Regions from separate parts of the Mus musculus genome. Here region 2 is linked to region 1. Evidence: chromatin contacts called from public HiChIP or PLAC-seq data. All regions are on one chromosome and are shown on one strand. The core of a region is the stretch at or near the end of the contact, and the rest is flanking DNA. Distances in the headings are between cores, read along the strand shown.

The links. HiChIP or PLAC-seq counts read pairs in DNA pulled down with a chosen protein or histone mark.
Region 2: a contact with region 1 is called in an H3K27ac HiChIP or PLAC-seq map of embryonic stem cells, with 10 read pairs. The contact joins two enhancer-like sites. A contact is called at or near these places in 4 of 39 promoter capture datasets (the C10 cell line, cranial neural crest, embryonic stem cells and 1 more), 8 of 484 Hi-C or Micro-C datasets (Th1 cells, bone marrow-derived macrophages, embryonic stem cells and 2 more), 7 of 115 datasets of contacts at active chromatin or transcription factors (embryonic hindbrain and embryonic stem cells) and 3 of 9 other capture datasets (adipose tissue, liver and pancreatic islet).

The regions. Positions count from the first base shown.
Region 1 is chr7:4,702,144-4,708,229 of GRCm38.p6, reverse strand. Brsk1 (BR serine/threonine kinase 1) reads right to left here. Exons shown (of 19, transcript NM_001003920.3): 8 at 3,956-4,102; 9 at 3,515-3,546; 10 at 2,992-3,162; 11 at 2,113-2,210; 12 at 1,736-1,895; 13 at 1,508-1,568; 14 at 745-1,114; 15 at 284-332; 16 at 58-181. It also overlaps a transcript of Tmem150b not described here. Among named protein-coding and RNA genes, the nearest start is that of Brsk1, 14 kb to the right of the region's middle. Within about 2 kb of position 2,984, at least 10 of the 459 cell types and tissues checked have an H3K27ac peak or open chromatin away from gene starts, as enhancers often do. A contact at or near this core is called in embryonic stem cells, where this site is marked.
Region 2 is chr7:4,892,635-4,898,949 of GRCm38.p6, reverse strand. Isoc2a (isochorismatase domain containing 2a) reads right to left here. Exons shown (of 6, transcript NM_001101598.1): 6 at 3,233-3,633. The coding sequence ends at 3,550. Gm36210 (predicted gene, 36210) reads left to right here. Exons shown (of 2, transcript NM_001370858.1): 2 at 1-2,004. Among named protein-coding and RNA genes, the nearest start is that of Gm36210, 12 kb to the left of the region's middle. Within about 2 kb of position 3,574, at least 5 of the 459 cell types and tissues checked have an H3K27ac peak or open chromatin away from gene starts, as enhancers often do. A contact at or near this core is called in embryonic stem cells, where this site is marked.

The DNA of each region.
Region 1 (6,086 bases), core at 1,735-4,234:
GATGGAGTGGCAGGGAGGCATAGCTTTGTGGTCCGATAGGGATGCCAGGACTCTCACCGACAGAAAGGCATGGACAATGTCCGCTTTGATGCTGCTGAGAGGTTTGTCCTTTAGCACGAGGAATATTTGTTCTTCTTTGTCCAAGGAGATGAAATTCCCGAACCAGGAGCGTTTTGCCAGCCTGGGTGGAATGGGATAGATAGGAAGAGGAGGGAGGGTCAGGAAGGGGTTAAAAGACAAGTCCCCTTGCTGCCCACTTAGTTTCTTCCCTTGTTGAACTCACTCAGGAGAGGATTCTGGTGTCAAACTGGACATCTCCTCGGCGGTAGGGACTAGTTAGAGAGAGAAGAGGGAGTAGTCAACACTTACTTATAATTTATCATCCAGCACCCTGTGGATTCAGTCATCTCCCAAATGGCTAACCCTAACTCGAGTAGTCAGTCCTGGCCCTTCTGGATAGACAGTGTGGCTAGACCACATTCCCCGGGTAGGCACAAGCTCCTACAGACCAATGAGTAGGCGAGAGTACACCGTGGCAGGACCTGTTCCCATCACCCTTCAGCCCCCAGACCTGCCTCTCTCCGAACGTCATCATCACCTTTAGAGTCTCGGGATTTGGGAATCAGGCTCTCTTTCCTACCTGAAGACCCGCCATGAAATTTTCCATATGACGTTTAGCCCCTCCTTCCCACATTAGAATCCAGCATTTGGCAAACCTAGCCCAGCATCTGCTGAGACCCTTACCCTGCATCTTGCGCCGGTGGAAGCGAGGGGAGCCCAGGAAGCTGTTGCGGATGGAGTTGAGCCGACTTCTCCAGGCGGCTCCCCCGACGCCACCGCCTGGGCTGGGAGGTGGCGTCGTTCCTGGGGTCCCCGTAGGGCTGGCTCGAGGCGTGTGCAGAGGTGAGTGCAAGGGGGTTCCGCCGGAGGAGCGCGGGGAGCCTGGTGGTCCAGGCAAGGGCGTGGAACGGGCACTGGGGGGTGGTGGCTGCTCTCCAGCGCCCCCACCTCTGGGGCCCCGAGAAGGCAGCGTCTGTGTTTTGGAAGTTGGGGAGCCTCCGCCTCTAGCCTCATCTCCAGCGCCTGGCTCCGGTGAGAAGGAAAAGACCGGACTCTGTAGAAAAGCAGGGCCTAGTGACAATTTGGACTACAACTTCCCGGAGGGAATTGTTATTTGGGATTAATTGTTACTTGCTCAGAATCGCTAGGGAGGACTGCAAGACATGCTGGGAATTGTAGTTCAATCAGCCCCACCCACCACTCTGGATTTAGGCACAAGTACTGTCTCCAATTTACACACTAAGGCTGCAACCCTAGCCTAAGCAGAAATTGGCACGCTGAAAGTACTCAAAGAACTTCTGATAAATAATTAAAACCCCCAAAACATACTACAAACCCAATCTTGAGTAGACAAAAATGGATGTCTTTGACACTTCTCAGGCAAGAATGCCTCATGAAATTGTATTTTCTGTTGATTTCTCTTAATTCTTTGAGGGTCTACTCTTACCCTTGGGCTGCTCAGAGGGCTGGAGGACAGACCAGTGGAGGCTCCACTGACGCTGCGGGATCTGTTTACAGGGTTAAAAAAATGATCTGAGAGAGTTTCAGAAGGTTCAGGTGTTTCTCCATTTCCATGTCCTCCCAGGCACGGGAGGTTGAGCAGGGTCTAGAACGATCTGCTCCCTCTACGCTCTGGGACTGAAGATTCTCCCAGAGGGTACAGCCTCTCCCTCACCTCTGACTGTGCTGGGCCATCTCCAAGGCCCGTCTGGTAGGCACTGGGGAGCCACCACTCCCAGCATCTGTGATACTGAGGACTTCCATGGACTTCCGCTCTGGCCTCCGTTTCCCGTGTCTGCTCAGCATGGGGGAATCCACACGCTTACGAGGTGGGTCTGAAGGGAGAGAGTTATTGACCCACCCAGTAGATTAGTTTGCCCAGGTATACACAGCATATACGTGACTGCCTTGTAAACGGATGGGGAAACCAAGGAGCATAGCAGAGCGAGGCTCTCATAAATGCCCAGCTGTCCACACACAGACTCCCAGGGCCGACAGCATCCTCCTCCCTCAGGAATCCTGGGATCTAAACCGCCCAATCTGCCTTCTTACCAACATCATTCCGAGGAGGCAGGTCCTGGTCTTCACAGCTAGGATACCGCTCTTTCCGATCCAAAAGCAAATAATAGATCATCTTTTCTTGGTTTTCCCTGAGACGGGAAGAAGGAGGTGGTTAAGGGAGGATTGAGGTCAGCGATCAGTGCCCAGGGCTGGAGAGATGGATAAAGGTGCTTGCTACTCAAGGTTGATAACCTGAGTTGTACCCCTGGGACCCACATGGTGGAAAGAGAGGACCAATCTCCTGCCAAGTTATCCTCTGGTCTATACACCCTCCTCTCATACATAATGAAAAACAAACAAAAACCCATGTAAGGTAAGGAAGTTTGTGTCTCAATGAGACCTCCCTCCCTCCCTTCGCTGCTGTGGATCTTTGAGCTCAGGCCACCTAACAGATCTGCCCCCATATCCAACGGTACAAGTCCAGACCTTCTTCCTTGGACCAAGGAATCCAGACCCCAGCCCTTCTCCTTTAAACTTTCGAGTTCAGACCTCACCCCTCCCACCACAGTCCCCCAAGTGAAAGCCCCTAGCCTTCCTCCCTCAGACACAGGTGTTCAGGTCTTATTTCTCTTTTTTGGACCCAAAATGCCATTTTTTCCCACAAGCCAACATAGTTGGCTTCCTATGTTCAGTGTTCGTCACAACTTAAGCACTTATTAAGTTCTACGTAATGAAGACACCATTCACGCCCATCTCAGCTTTAATGCTTTCTTTCTCTGAGCATTTCCAGATTATTCCCGTGCACCAGCACTAAAGTTTGTCAGATCCATAAAACTGGATGCGGCACGCCCCCTTCAGGCTTTCTAGGGAACTGCCACAACCCATTCAATGAAGTGGGGCGCCGGTGAAAAGGATTTTGGGAGCTCTTACTCCTCGCTTCGCAGTTCTCTGTGCAGCCGCTCGCGGTCTCTGAAGCAGCCCAGAGACGCCATGCTTTCCAGAACGTCAGGGTCCAGCTCGCCATTGGAAGGCAGGCTACGCATGGCTACTCTGCGGCCTGGGGCTGGCTCCAGGCAAGGGTCTGGTTCGTGTTTCCCGCCCCTGGAATAGTAGAGAAACGCTTATCTTCCTAGTGTTACGTCCTATGCCCAGACTCCTCATCCCAGGATCTGGAGAGTCTGGGTCCCCATCTTCCTCAGACTGAGGGTGTCCAGACCCTAGTTCTTCAAACTCTGACTCAAAGAGTCCGGAGCCCTCCTCCCTCTAGACTCCACACCCTCCCTTTCTTTAGCTTTGTCCTCCTCTGCCCATACTCTGAAGTTTGAGACGGTAGGTCCCTCCATCCCATCCCACCCATCAGGAATATGGCACCCCACCCTCCACCTTTCTATTCTGACCCGGGTGCCCTACCTCCTCCCGCAGGTACCCAACTGTTCAATTCCCTCCTACTCACAGATACCAAGGATGTTTCTGAATTTGCTCCAGCTGTGAAGGGGTGGGTCACAGAGAAGCAGAAATTAGGTCACATACAATAGCTAGCAAGCAGTAACATAAAATTGATTAGCATTGGCTCCGGGAGGTCACTGACCCATCCCGAAGCAGGGTGACATCATGTCTTCCCCTGGTGGCGGTCAAGCACCTGCAGATTGACCATTTTTAAACCCAGGTAGCAGTTTACTGCACGCCAAGTGCCAGCCTTTCAACCCCCGCCAATCCCTCAATGCGCCGCCCTCAAGGGTCCTTGGTCCAACTTGGGAATGATTCTAAGTTTTAGGTTTTGCTGGACCTTGGGCTTGTGGCTTAACCAGCAAACTCATCCAATGGCAGGCTTTACAGGCAGCCCTCCAGGAACTCTCTGGAACCACTTCACCTCTGCCAGCCCCTCGCTGCTTACACTGAGCCTTTTCTCGGGCTCCACTTCAATCATCCCTCTCAGGAGGCTCTGGCAGTCTGGAGGGATGAAGTGAGGCATGTGGAAGACCCCACGTTTCACCTTCTCCAGTAGCTGGCGCAGGTTGTCGTCATCGAAGGGCAGTGCCCCCTGTGCAAGACATCATCAAGAGCCTCAGGTCAGTGATTCTCAACCTGGCGTGGCAGCTCTTGGCGGGGGTGGGGGTGGGGGTGGTGGTGTTATAGACATGCACCACCAGGCCCAGTTCATGTAGTTTGGGGGATGGAACCAGAGGCTTCATGTGTCCTGGACAAGCAATCTACCAAGTGAGCTACATCGTTGTCTCTTTCCTTACGGCAGTGGTTCTCAAGCTGTGGGTCATGGCCCCTTTGACAGGTTAAATGACCCTCACACAGGGGTCGTCTAACACCATCAGAAAACACAGACATTTACACCACGGTTCGTAAGAGTAGTGAAATCACAGTTATGAAGTAGCAACCAAAACAACTTTATGGTCGGGAGTCACCACAACATGAGGAACGGAATAAAGGGCCACAGTGTCAGGAAGGTTTCGAGCCTTCCTTAGGTGGAGCTTAACACTGTCCAGGTGATGGGCTGGAGAGATGGCTCAGTGGTTAAGAGACTGCTCTTTAGAGAGGTCCTGAGTTCAATTCCCAGCAACCACATGGTCCATCTGTAATGGGACCCAACGCCCTCTTCTGGAGTGTCTGAAGATAACTACCGTGTACTCATATACATATAATAAATCTTTAAAAAAAAAAGATTGAGAGTTGGGTTGGATACTTACTGTCCACACCTATATAGGGCTGGAGATGTAGCTCAGCCAGTGGGGCGCTTGCCTAACTTCCAGGAAGCCCAGGGTCCCACCCCCAGCACCACTGGTGTCACAGGCCTACACCCCACACTCGGGAGGTGGAGGCCGGAGGCTCAGAAGTTCAAGGTCATTTTCGGTTACATATTGAGCTTTGAGGCCAGCCTGGGTGATGCGACACACTGCCACAAACAAAACTACATTAAAACAAAACAAAAATACATCAAAACTAAAATAAGCCTCTCTCTAAACTCTTCGTGCACACCTTCAATCTCAGCACTCGGGAGGCAGAGGCAGGTTGACCTTTATGAGTTTGAGGCCAGCCTGGTCTACAGAGCAAGTTCTAGGACAGCCAAGGTTACCAGTGAGACCCTGTCTCAAACAAACAAACTATAAAGAGGGCCTGGTGCAGCAGTGCACGCCTTTAATCCTAGAACTTGGTTAGACATGGCAGGCAACCTCTGTTGGCTGGAGGCCAGCCTGGTCTACAAACAAAGGCCCTGTCTGAAACAAACACCAAACAAAAACAAACAAAGGAAGAAAGAGAGAGAGACAGAGACAGAGACAGAGAGACAGAGAGCGAAAAAAGGAAAGAAGGAAAGAAAGAGAGAAACTGGCTGGGGCTGTGGTTCAGTTGGCAGTAGAGCGCTTTTCTACTAAGCACATGCAGCAAGCTGTGCAGAATTCTCAGCACTGCAGATACGGGACGTGGACCTGAGTCCTGGAACCCTAGCCCTGGGAGGGAGGCAGGAGAAGCAAGGAGATCAGATGCTCATCTCCAGTTACATAATGAGGTCAAGGCCAGCCTGGGACATATGAGAACCTGTCTCAAATAGGCCCGTGACATGACATGTAACCCAGGCATGTGCCGCCAAGCCTCTGTACCAGAGCTGATCCCTGGGACCCACGTGGTGTGGTGAAGGGAAGGATTGCCGCCTGCTAGCTGTCCTCTGACCTCAAGCATGCCTTGAATACGCTTGCCAGCACACCCCCTCCATGAATACGTAAATAAACATAACAAAGGGAATAAGAGAATAAAAGGAGAAACGGGGGTCGGGTGGGGAATACAGGTGGAATGGGCTGATGTAATGTTCAGGATTGGGACAGAGTAAGAAGGGGGTCTGGTCTGACATAAGGAATTAGAGGAGGGCTCTTGGGAGAGATGAGTCTGAGGGCTTTCCCAAATGTTTTAAACGGTTGACCCTGGTATCTAAGGGGCATGGACAGAATGCAGGGTGAAGGTAGATGGGGAGGGCACCTTCTGACTGGTCTTGGAGTCAGACAGCCTGCCTTTGGCTCTGG
Region 2 (6,315 bases), core at 2,325-4,824, 190 kb before region 1:
AGGCCCAGCCAACCTCCCTGCTCCTGACAGATGTAAGAATATTGCGCAGTTGGTAGAGTGCCTGGCTAACACGCAAGAAGCCAGGATTCCATGCCCAGAACCCTATAAATGTGTAAAATAAACCAAGCCCAGGCTCCCACTGTGAACCACAATCCAGAGCTCTGCTCCCAGAACCAGGGCCATCGCTCTCCACTTTGAGACTAACCCCTGCATATCTCCTGCATATCACATAGGAACAGGATTGAGAACTCTGGGAGGATCTCTGGCCATTCATTTTCCCTTTTTCCCTTCTTCCTTCCCAGTGGATGGGTCCCCCACCCCGTTCCCTCTCTCTCTCACACACACAACACACCTGCTCTTTGCTTGGTGTTTGCTCTGTCTCAACAGTTTCTCAATTCCACAGAGCATTGCTATGGATCAGGCCCAGGCCTTGGTGTTAAGACTCTGCAGACAAAGCAGACAAGATCCCAGTCTCTGTGGGTACATAATGCACACGAACCTGCAGAGAGCTTCAGACAGCAAGATCAATTTCCAGTTTTTGATTGGAATGAGCGTTAGGACACAAAATATGTGGCTGACCGAGAGAGAGGACTATTGGACATTGCATGACCAGAGAAGGTGCGGAATGCTAAGCAGAATCAGGCTGTAGGAAGGCATGGATCCTGGGGCAGGAACTGCACAGCCAAGGCCCTGAGGTGGGACTCTGAGGCCACTAAGACAGGTCAATGTAGCTGGAGAGTTCTGAGTTTGTAAGAGGTATGAATTGGAGAAAACGTAAACCTAGTTTTTATGGTAGGTTATTGGGTTGTTTTTTTTTTTTTCTTTTTAGACAGTGCTGGGATTGTGGGCCTGTGATATTATGCCTCCCTCCCCTCTCTTAGGATTTCCCCAAAATGCTCTAGTCTATCTGTCCTGACCAGGGCAGGTCTCACCTTCCTGTGTGTACTTGTGTCCTGCATCCTTGGGTTTAGGAGATGTGATGGGGTGGGGTGGGCATGCTGCCCTGTCCTTCTCCAGCTCTCAGATCCAGAGGGAGACCTGGGGTTCCTCAGTAAGGAGCTGCAGGGGGTGGGCTCCAGATCTCTCAGACTCAGAGCTGGCAAGCAGTGGCTACTGCCAGTGGCTAGGAGAGGATACTCTGGCCAGCCCAGACCCAGCCGCTGGTTAGCAAGCCAGGCAGGACCTGCGTGCATAGCAAGCCAGGCAGGACCTTCGTGCACAAGCTTGTGGTTTGAGAATGCTCCACGGGGGGGGGGGGGGGGGTGTCGGGGGGTGGGCTCCGGTGTCTCTAAATCAAGCCGGCTGGGTGCTGGCTTTATGGTTTGAGGGCTGAAAGTCATGTAGCAGTCTCCCTTTCCCTGTCCTGAGTCCCCATGATGCACTTATGTGTAGAGTCTGGGAGTGTAGCAGCCAGCAAGATTATGCCTGGAAGACCTGGGGAGGAAGATCTTCACAAACAAGCAAATGAGAAAATGCCAGCTCAGGAGGAGCCTTGGGGGCCCTGAAATACAGTGATATGGAGGTGGGGGAGGGGTTGCCTCAATGAGAACATCCTCTTTGAGGGTGTCACACATCCATGAAATCTGAGGTGGTCTTTGGTTTTCAAGGCCAGCATTTCTGACCTGCAGACCCAGTCCTAAGAGGCTTGAGATAAGATCTATGCTGGCCTGTGTTTCCTGTATCAGGTTCCCGGGGGCTGGGAGACATAATGAGTAGGATCAAGTGCTTATCCTTCAGTCAGCTGACTCATCATCCTACAAAGACATCAATGGATAGAGAAGGACAGTCCACCGAGTCAGCTCGCGCTCTCTCCAAAGAATTTGGATTTGGAATCTGAGATGTCCCAGGAAATCCAGTGACTTCCTCCCTCCCTCCCTCTTTTCCTCCCTCCCTCTCTCCCTCCATATGTAATCCATAGTCTCTCTAGTTTTAGTTCAGACAATTGGTCTTGGTCTTCAAATACCACACAGAAAATTCCAGAAATAAAGCATTCGTCTTAATTTACATTCCGTTCTGAACAGTATGGAACAGTATGCCATCCACTGGCAAATATTATGCTGTTAGAAAACAAATCCTGGGGGCTGGAGAGATGGCTCAGTGGTTAAGAGCACTGATTGCTCTTCCGAAGGTCCTGAGTTCAAATCCCAGCAACCACATGGTGGTTCACAGCCATTTGTAATTGGATCTGATGCTCTCTTCTGGTGTATGTCTGAAGATAGCTGCAGTGTACTCATATAAATAATAAATAAATCTTAAGAAAAAAAAAGGAAAGAAAACAAATCCTGTGTCTAGCGTATCCACACGGTATATGCTACACACCAGGTAATCACTTAGGCACCATCTCAGTTAACAGAAGGGCTGTCCCAGTTCCACAGTGCTTGTGTTCCAGGAACCCTTATGAGAGTGGTGACCGGTATAGAAAGGCAAACTCACTTGCAAGACTTTCTCCTGAGAAGAACAGTGCATCTGTCTCTTCAATGGCATCTCCGACACCCAGCTGACTCCACTCCACCCTAGGCTTCCTCTCCATAGCTTTATGGACTGCCCGTGCAAGGGCTTCATGAGGGAAACCTGTCCCTGCCACACTGTCTGATTTTCCAGGCCCTTCTCTGGCACCTCGGTGCAAACCTGCACAACGTGGATGTGAGGGCCTGCCTCGTGGAGAGGGGCCAGCGGGGTTGTACTATCTGAGATGGGGTGTATGGCTGGTTTTGTGTGTCAACTGGACACAAGCTAGACTCATCCGAGAGAAAACAGCCTCAGGTGAGGAACCGCCTCCATGAGATCCAGCTGTAAGGCATTTCTCAGTTAGTGATCAATGTGGAGGGTCATAGCCCATTGTGGGGGTTGCCAGGCGGTTCTGGACTCTATAAGAAAGCAGGCTGAGCAAACCATGGGAAGCAAGGCCTACAATAGCACACTTCTGTGGCCTCTACATCAGCTCCTGCCGTCTGGTTCCAGCTATGATCTGCTAAGTGTATGCCAAGAAAACCCTTTCCTCCCCAACCTGCTTTTTGATCATCGTGCTTTGTCTCAGCAGCCGAAACCCTAAGACATGGGGACAGCCAGAAACTCAAGACGCACACACTGCCTATCCTGCAGATGTGGCCTCTGTTGGCCCAGCCTGGAGGTGGGAAGAGGCACCCCCTCTCCTCAACCTCCAAAGACCCATCTCCTTCTCTCACCTGCACACCCCCAGTAGCCCCTGGGACACCCCACAAACGCAATAGTGTTTCAGTTCACAGTCACATCAATGTTTACTCAGAATATGGGTCCCAGTCTGTGACACTTTTTTTGCCCTTTGCTTATGAGGTAGACCTAAGCAGAGTCCCCTCTCCACCTCTCTTCAGTCAACCCCCGCCCCCCCTCCACCCCCCCACCCCCTCCACCCCCCCACCCCCCCCACTCCCTACCCCCATCCCCACCCCTTCTAGCACTCAGGAGTCTCATTTGCATTTCCAGGACCAGCAGTTCACCCCTCCTCTCCCGTAGGGCAGATGCTCCCACCGACGACAGAGTAAGTCTGTTGTCTCAGTCATGGCCTGGAGTTCAGCAAGAGGTGAGGGGGCTCTGGCCTTGGAAGAGGCTCAGCAGCCCGCTGTCCGGGACCGGCTCCTTAATGATCTTCTGAATCTGTGGACAGAGGTCAACAAGTTGAGAAGCCCCACCTCTCTCGTCCTCCTGGCAGCCTCTCTCCCCAAGCCAATCGCTCTCCTAAACCGGTCTCCTGGAGGCTGGAGAGCCGGCTTAGCCGTTCAGAGCATTTTCCGTTCTTGCAGAGGACCTGGGTTCAGTTCCCACCTCCCACATGGCTGCCTGAAACGCTAACTCCAGTCACAAAGGATCCAGTGCCGTGTTCTGGACTCCTTGGGCACTGTACACATGATTTGCAAAACACATATACAGGCAAAGCATCCACATACATAAAGTAAAATAGAAACAGTTTTAGTGTATTCTGAGGCTAGACATGGAGGGGCATACCTTCAACGTAGAGCTTAGGAGGCAGAAGCAAGCAATAGCTCTGATGTTGAAGCCAGCCTGATCTACAATTAGAGTTTCAGACCAGCCATGGTTATATAGTAAGCCCTTGTCCTAAAAAGTGGGGGATCCCCTGGGAATGGCCTGAGGATAGGATTCAGTGTATAAGACATGTGTGCCAGTGTCAAGTTCTGATGCCCAGAACTCACATAAGCGCTGGCTGGGCAGGGCCTGCTGTAATTGCAGCCTCTAAATCCCAGAGCGAGCTGGCTCCTGAGAAGCTACCCACATCCTCAGGCTCCAGGGTTGACAGTCAGGCCTTACCTGTACGCATACGGCGGAGAGCGGTCAAGGAAGGTTCCAGACGTGAACCTCACGCCTCGTCACGCATACACATCTCACCACATACATGCAAATGTTCACATACACCCACTCTGCACACAGGCCCACAGAAATGGAAGTAAAGGAAAAATGGCGTTTTAATCTACTTCTTGAAGTACCTGCCTGGTTGAGCTAATTGCCGCCATCTTGGTCTGCTCTGTTGCCCTGGACCATTAGTGGTAGACAGATCTCTCTTGGGGTCTCTTCCTCTTCTTCATTAATCTTATCTTCCCCATCATTCCATTAGACCCTCAGCTCCTGCACAGGGCCAAACTGTGCCCATAAACTCTTGCCCCATTTACAACAACTCCCTCTTGGACAGGAGAAATCAAGCACATTAGCGACATTGGTTCATCTCCAGAAATCCAAAGTGTGTATGCCCACAGCCTCCACCCTGGCTGCTACACCACCTCCAGTAGGATCTGTGTGACAAGTTCCACGGGCTGAGGCGATTGACCTCAAAAGGGGGAGGCCTCCTAGAACCGGTCGTGGAACTCTTCGCTGGAGAAAAATTATTGAGCCGTAGTTCTCATGGCAACCTAGCTGTTTTGTTTTCTCTTATTCCTTTTCTTTTCTTTCCTTTTCTTTTTTTAGATGTATTTATTTATTTTATGTATATGAGTACACTGTAGCTGTCTTCAGACACACCAGAAGAGGGCATCAGATCCCATTACAGATGGTTGTGAGCCACCATGTGGTTTCTGGGAGTTGAACTCAGGACCTCTGGAAGAGCAGTCAGTGCTCTTAACTGCTGAGCCATTTCTCCAGCCATCTCTCCAGCCCCCTCTTATTCCTTTTCTTATTTACATGTTCCTGGTAGCCTAGGCCAGGATCTTAAGCGAGAATAATGGGTAAGAAACCATCCCTAGAGATGGGGCCACTAACATGACCTTATCCCCAGGGAAACCAACGCTTTACTTTCTAAGTCATTTACAAAACTATTATGATAAAAACTTTCCCAACAATAAAATTACATATGGCTACACGTGTGTCATCGGAGGTGGATTTTGGTATATGGTAAAGAAAGCCTGAATTAGAAAGAATTAAAATAGCTGAAATTTATACATTGAAGATTATAAAAAACCAGGCATTAGATGTTAAATAATAATTGATCATGGGGCTGGAGAGTTAGTTCAGTGGTTAAGAGCACTGACCATTAAAGATGTATTAACCTACTCCTGGAAATATGTCACTAGCCTTGGACGACAGCCCCCACTCAATACATCCTTTTAGAATTGTTATATTTTAATGATTTATAATGATTTTACCTGTTCTGTTTGTGATTCACTGAATACATAGTTTCAGAGTTGTAATGTTCAGTTTCAGAGTTGTAATGCTTGGATGATGTTTGTGCTTTACTGTGCCAAATGATTTTTGTTGGTATCTGTGATTGTCTCACTGGATATAGTTTCTAAGAGATGTAATGTTTGGTTTTTTTAATGTATAAAATCCCATGCTTGAGAGCTGCAGAATACACTCAGATTCAAACAGCCTCTGTGTTTGTTTCTGTTTGTCACCGCCAAATCCTTACCCACCTAGCTTCAAGGACCCTCATTCCAGGGACCCCCCATACCCGACTGGGGTGGTCCATGATACCTGGTGAAGGCCCACTACTGCTTTCAGGATGCCTGAAGGGGCCTTCCGGCTGGTCACACTGCTCCATTCTGTAGTACCTAATGTAACGCCTGCTGTTTCAGCCTGCCTGGCCCCTGGATGTTTTTCAGAAGCCTACAGAAGTTCTATTCCTCAGTAAGGCATAATAGTGCATATTTGTAATCCCAGTTTTCAGAAGGCTGAGGCAGGAGAATTGCCATGAGTTTGAGGCCAGCCTGAGCTACAGAGTAAGACTGTCTCAAAGAGAGAAAAACAAGCAAACAAACAAACAGCAAAAAAACAAAACAAAATAGAAAAAAAAATCAGAAAAGGCCAGGGCCAACAACATGGCTCAGCAAGCAC